Linked DNA regions of Rattus norvegicus: region 2 is linked to region 1. Evidence: chromatin contacts called from public Hi-C data. All regions are on one chromosome and are shown on one strand. Each heading gives the region's core, a stretch centred on a gene start, on an enhancer-like site or on the middle of the called end of the contact. The rest is flanking DNA. Distances are from core to core; before and after follow the strand shown.

What was found. Hi-C and Micro-C count contacts between places; a contact is called where the count stands out from the background.
Region 2: a Hi-C map of Schwann cells shows a contact between it and region 1, with 14 times the contacts expected there. The contact joins the enhancer-like site here to the promoter of Zfp608 in region 1. A contact is called at or near these places in 6 of 12 Hi-C or Micro-C datasets (the A7r5 cell line, the Rat2 cell line, Schwann cells and 3 more) and 1 of 1 datasets of contacts at active chromatin or transcription factors (oligodendrocytes).

Annotation. Positions count from the first base shown.
Region 1 is chr18:50,606,764-50,610,037 of GRCr8, reverse strand. It overlaps Zfp608 (zinc finger protein 608), which reads left to right and starts at 1,416. Exons shown (of 10, transcript NM_001107378.2): 1 at 1,416-1,777; 2 at 2,859-3,274. The coding sequence starts at 3,042. It overlaps LOC108348794 (a long non-coding RNA gene), which reads right to left and starts at 1,350. Exons shown (of 5, transcript XR_005496361.2): 1 at 1,258-1,350.
Region 2 is chr18:50,812,895-50,816,066 of GRCr8, reverse strand. No RefSeq gene overlaps it. Among named protein-coding and RNA genes, the nearest start is that of Zfp608, 210 kb to the right of the region's middle. Within about 2 kb of position 1,601, at least 37 of the 93 cell types and tissues checked have an H3K27ac peak or open chromatin away from gene starts, as enhancers often do. A contact at or near this core is called in the A7r5 cell line and Schwann cells, where this site is marked.

The sequences.
Region 1 (3,274 bases), core at 167-2,666:
GGTGGGGGGGTGTTTCCTAAAATCCCAGCAGCTCCGAGGTACTCTGCCCTCCCCCCAGGCGTCCTCCGCTTTGGCCCCTTGGGAAAGCCGACAAATTGGAGATCAGTTGAGGAAAGGTTTATAAGCTGTTTCTTTAAAACATCTGCTTTGCTCTTGTGGCCATTACATTTCCCTCCTTCCGAACTTCCGAGATGGCTGAGAAATGTTTCACATTCATAACTTGTAGCTTCGCCCACTGTAGGGCGTGCGGGGGGAGAGGGGGTTGCAGGGGGAAGGGAGAAACCTTCAGCTTTTTTTTTTTTAAAAGACCAGATCAGTATTTTCTTGATACGCTTGTCACCATTTTTGTTCTCACGACAACCAATTGAGCCCTTGATCCTCACGTGATGTGAAAGGCTTGCACTGTAACAAAACCGCTCCTTTTAGATGGTTGGTGTTGCTAACGCGCCCATCCCCCTCTCCCAGCCCCGACATTTCCAGCAAAGCGACTCTCCACTTCCAATCCATCAACAATTCATTACTGCTTTTAGCTTCCAAACGCCAGCTAATTAAAAATACTAAGCCAAGCTCCGAGGCCATCTGACTAAACACAGGAGGGGGTGGGCGAGAGGTGGAGAGAGGAGGAAAAAAAAAATAGAGACGCACTGTTTGCTGCGTGTAGAGAAAGAGAAATTGTCCTGGAGAAAGGTCGCCTTAAAAAAAAAAAAAACCTTTTTGACTCTAATTATCGAATTACCACATGACAGATCGGCTTGCGCGGCGGAGGATTTTAACCCCTCCTCGGGGACTATTCTAAGAACTCGGTTCTTTTTTTCTCAAAAACAACATAAAACAGGAAAACATCACATCCTTCAGGTTTCCAAGGCAGCCCCTTTTAGACGCCGTTATTTTCCCCGCTCCACCGCCCCCCGCCCCGGGCGAAAGCTGCTCTAACTGGTTTATCAGCTCCCTGCACAGTCTGCTCCCTCCTCCTCCACACCTTTCTTTTTCTCCTCCAGCCCAGCGCCTCATCCCACCCTTTCTTCCTCCTCCTCCTCCTCCCCATCCTTTCACCCCCTCCTTAAGTTAGTTGGAGAAATCAAATGTCAGGACGAGCGGAAAAATGCCACTTCCCGACTAACAGGCGGAATCCAGCCCAGATTTTCAGTCCTTTCTTCTTATTCTTTCTTCCCTTTCACTAATTTATCCCGATGTTAGCACATTCTGTCTCGTTACTAGAGGACGCCTGTAGGTTTGCTACATGAGATCATTACTTACTGATCACGGTGACTCTGAAGTCTGCAACCGAAAGCGGAATGAGAAGTTCGGAAAAGTTTTTTCTCTAATTCTCTCTCTCTCTCTCTCTCTCTCTCTCTCTCTCTCTCTCTCTCTCTCTCTCTCTCTCTCTCCCTCCTTCCTTTCCCTCCCCTCCCCTCCCCCTCTCCTCTCCCTCTCTCTCAACACCCTATTATTCTGAATGCTTGTTAAGAGGAAAAACACCCTTCGGTGCTTGGGTTGCGAATGTGAAGCATCTCTCAGCTGCACAGTGACACATTTTTTTTTTTTTTTTTTTTTTAAGGAGAAAAGGACTCCAGAGCTTTTTGCCAAAAGGGGGATGGGGAAGTGGAATAATGTTACTGAGTGATTATTTTGGCTGGGATGTGTTACTTGCTTTCTTCCTTTTTGATCATTTGGTGTTTAAGTAAAATGAAGCACACGGTTGTGTGCCTAGTGGACTGAGAAATGTTTTTTTTTTTTATTTGCGGGCCTAATTAAAAAAATGATAAAGGATTTAAAGGTAAGCATTCTCTCTCTCTCTCTCTCTCTCTCTCTCTCTCTCTCTCTCTCTCTGCGTGCCTCTGTATGTCTTTCTCTGTATATTTATTTATTTTCTTGACAATCAACTGTTAAAAGGGGACTGATCCCTTTAAAAAACTGTTTTAACTGCTCTTTGTCAAACACACACTCATTTGTGGTCACTGAGGCCACCTTGGCGCAGATCACTTAAAGTGTACGTCTTAATCAGTTTCCCTACAGACAGTAGCACCATATTTAACTGACTGAGCAGTTCTGTGACCCAGGGGTATGGCAAAATTATTTAGATGGATTTTTCTTTTTTTCTCCAGAAGACAGATATTTAACCTTTCCTCTCACACTGTCTTTTTACTGAGAAAAATACTCTTAAAGAGGTCTGTGCATATTTCATGAAGAATTGTGTAGCTGCTCAGGAAGGAGGGTGGTGGGTATGTGTGTGTGAGGGGAACTACTGTTGTTTTTCTGTTTCTTGTGGAGAACAAAACCTAGGTTGTCTAGACAATTTGTAAGAAGTATTAGAATTAGAAATAAGGAAAACTTAGTGACATTTTGAATACTAGTCCTAGAGAACTTTGAGGGCCTCTTTTTGTTTTTGTTTTTTTGTATGTTTTGTTTTGTTTTTACATTGCAAGACCCAGGACATGTTTAGGGGATGTTGAACAGGGTGTTTTTCTTGTATGAATGTCCAGGATCTTTTCCTGGGGTTGAAATAGCACGTGTGCCAGGCAAAAAAATAAAAATGTTCAACTTAAAAAAAAAAGCCACAAAAACCTTTCTGGGCTTGAATCAGATCCTTGGAGATATTTTAATGCTTTTAAAGAACTGGCTATCCCCCTGCTGTTTAGAGGGATTTTCGTTTTAGCTACTGTAAGATGTTTATTGTCAGGGGGGTGGTTTTCAAGTCTGCCAGTTTTCCTTTAAACCTGGTATTGGACTCTGAAAACGATAATGAGCCCCCTCCTCTCTGTCCTTCCTTGTGTCCCTTACTCACTCCCCAGTATTAATGGTTTTCTATTCCGGTAATACCCAGACAAGAAATATTCGACTTTTTCCCCCCTCTACAGGAGAAGGTGGACCTAGAGTGGAGGGAGTGAGATCCCGGACACATTTTTGGGGCAGGAAAAAGAAGAGGAAAATTGGAAGAATTTTTTTTTCTTTAAAAGAAAGCCCAGAGGAGCTAAACGAATGTCCCCTCATCTCTCAAGGAAAGTTCATTGGATTTTTAATCTCGAGAGCTCATCTTCAGGATGTCCGTGAACGTTTCGACTGCAGGAAAAGGTGTGGATCCAAATACAGTTGATACTTATGACAGTGGCGATGATTGGGAAATCGGGGTTGGAAATTTAATCATTGATTTGGACGCCGATTTGGAAAAGGACAGACAGAAATTTGAGATGAATAATTCCACCAACACCACTACCAACAACACTAAGGATTGTGGAGGTCCGGCCTCCAATGGGACCTGTGCTACCTCAGCCTT
Region 2 (3,172 bases), core at 352-2,851, 210 kb before region 1:
AAATCTACAGAAGAGAGCTTAAGAGAAATCAAGCAAAACAGAGCTCCTGCATAGCAAGGGCGGGCCCGATAGAAGGGTTGCCATCTAACTGTCTGATTCTGGACTTTCTAAAGGGCTTAAGGCAGAATCTGGGCTGAGGCACAGAGAGCTGAGTCAGTCTAGTCAGCCTATCCATAAGGGCTCTGCTGACTTCTTGGGTGCAGTGATGCCTCTGCTATATCTTTCGTGCAGGGGAGCAGCTCTGGGTGGTGAGAAAAGAAAAGGAAGGGGGCAAGAAGCCAGAGTAGGTAGTGCAGTCTCTCTGGGCAGGACAGAACCAAGAATATTTCCAACGTCTAACAAAAACAAGAGGAGAGGCAGATCTGCTGCCTTCAACATCCCTGCCCTGAACTGCCTGACCAGATTCCCTCTCCTGTTCTCCATATTAGGTTGGAAATGTTAACAACAAAGAAAAAAAAATACATTATATAACATAACAAACTCTCCAAACTCTACTCTTGCTTATCCACTACACAATAGCACCTTTGCACTTTGAAGTAGTAGTTTAAACATACACATACACATGTGCACATGCACACACACACACACACACAAACACACACACACATACACACACCATCATTTCTCTCTCTGTCTCTCTGTGTCTGTCTTTCTCTCTCTCACACACACAAGCACACACACACACACACACACACACACACACACCACCCTGTCTTTACATACCTCACCCTGTCTTTACACACCCCACCCTGTCTTTATAAATCCTACTCTGTCTCTTTCTCTCTGTGTGTCTCTGCATGTCTCTGTCTCTCTCTCTCTCTCAAACACAAACACACACACACACACACACACACACACACACACACACACGCACACACACACACACACACACCTGCCACAAGGCTTTAGAAAATTTGGTTGAAATCTTCATTCTTAAACTTGAACCTCAAAGTGCTCTCATGCAGAAAAGCTCTGTGTGCCTCAGAGCCCTGAAGACACAAGGAGGCCTGTGCAGCTCCCTGCTTTCCAAGTGACTAATAAAAGGTGTCTTGGCTGTGCTCCATTCCGGCAGGCAAATAGTGTGCCGATTAGTAAGTTACCTTGCCCTAACTCTAGCTGGATGAAAACAAATGACTTTCAGCAAACTCATTTTGTCTCCAACTCTTTGCCAGGAACAGAAAACAGATTCCTTGTGTTCCAGGGCAGAAGAGAAGCAATACCAAGTGGTAGATGGGGTCTGTTTTCTGTTCCTCCCAAGTTCAAAGAGAAGAATTGTTTGCTAGAACAAAATTCTCAAACTTAAAAAAAAAAAGAAAAGGATTCTTATCATTCATTTAGCTTAATAACACAACACGTATATTTGTCAATCAAATTAGAATTACTGTCAGCCCGTAATGCATTTTCGTTTAGCCAATATCAGTCAGTCCTGATTTATTTGCTTAATACAAAATCTAATTGAGTTTCAGGCTGCTTTCCTCTCAGCTGTTAACCGACCAAGTACATCTTTAATTTCCAAGAGCGATGGCGTGCTAGCCATAGAGAGGAAGAACGATCTGCAGCCGGCCCCAGAAGGGTGCCAAAACTCTTCACGCTTTAAACAACAGCCTTTATTATTCTGTAAGTGGATGTGTTGAATTTTCATGCTTTTGTTTCGAGTTCAGTCCTGACAGCAAAGAATAAAGTAGATTTTGCCAGCACCCCTGCTGTGCCCTGGGGGAGAAATTCAATGTGACTCATTTGTCTTAATTGGAGACCCGCCTTCAGCACCAGCTTCTTCTATGAATACATTAGCATAACAGACAAAATCCAAGCCTACTTTTGTAGCAATAGGCCCCCCACCCCTACACACACACACACACACACACACACACACACACATACTTTTTTTTTTAAAGACTAATAAAATCTGCAAGTGAAGTGGGTTTGGTCTCCTGGATTCCTTAGACTTGTGCTTGTAAAATTCATCAAGCTTGTTCTATCTCGGTGCTGTTATTAGAGCCAGTCATGAAGAATGTGATAAATATCGCACATGACAGCAAGCTGAAGGCCTCTCTTTATTCTTCATAATGTGCTAATCCCACAGCCTTGTTCTTTGACTGGTTATGCAGCTTTTTCCGTGGGGAGAGTTGGTTTTACACAGACGTGGCGACTGTGGAGCTGTTCTGAACGAGTGGGGAGGGGGCAGGGGACTTAGTGGCGAAAGAAAAATCCTTACTTAGGTGAATTTATTAACAGTAAAACAAATGTGGTTGTCTCCTTCAAGCCAGGATGTTAAACTCTTGCCAGTTTATGGGAGAAATATTCAATTTGTCTTCAGGTTTTTCATATGACAAAAGGGCTCCGTGTCTGGACAAACAGCCTGGCTGCTTAAATCATTTCCTTGCCCAGATCCCTCTCTATCAGATTGAACTAATGGAATTTAAAGGTGGCTATTTCAAAGGAAATATTTCCTCCCCATGTTCCCTGGGCCAGAGTTAATTCTTTGAGCACATCTGTTCACCTTGTTTGCCTCGGCCAGTGTGTGAAGGAGATGAAAAGCGAGGAAAAAAAGTATCCCCCCCCCCAAGAAAAAAAAAATATATCCTGGAAGTGTATCTGCCTCTCAAAAATTACCTAACAAATCTCTATCTGTCTCTGTCTCTTTCTCTCTCCTTCCGTCCCTTCCCCACTCTCTCTACCTCCCCCAACACCTCCCTCCCTCCCTTTGCCCCCACTTTCCTTGTCTGCAACTAACATTCACCACCTCATTTCCTAGAATGCTTCCAGGAATTTCAAATAAGATAGGGTATTGGGTCTGTGGGTCTGTGCGCTTTTGTTCTTGCTGTAAAGCACTTGTTTTGTTTTGCATTATTCTGTATGCCCACTTAAAAATTAAATACAGTTTGAGTCAAGTCCTCCCGGGTAAAGAGAAGGCAAAATCATTTTTGGAATAATAATGAGGAGATACAGAAATTCTTATGACCCAGAGAGAATCAATTCTTCCTTCTATGTAAATCCCAACAGGAGTTTTGCCACATTTAAAAGCTGAGATGGCTTCCTAAGAAGCTTCCAGGGAAAACAGAGACTGAGGCTGGCACCTCCCACCCCTGGCATTCTCCTCAACCCAATAAACAATTGACAGGCTGTGCTGAGGCAGTGTGTGTCAGGAACTGGGAAAGAAAGGTTTGCTTTC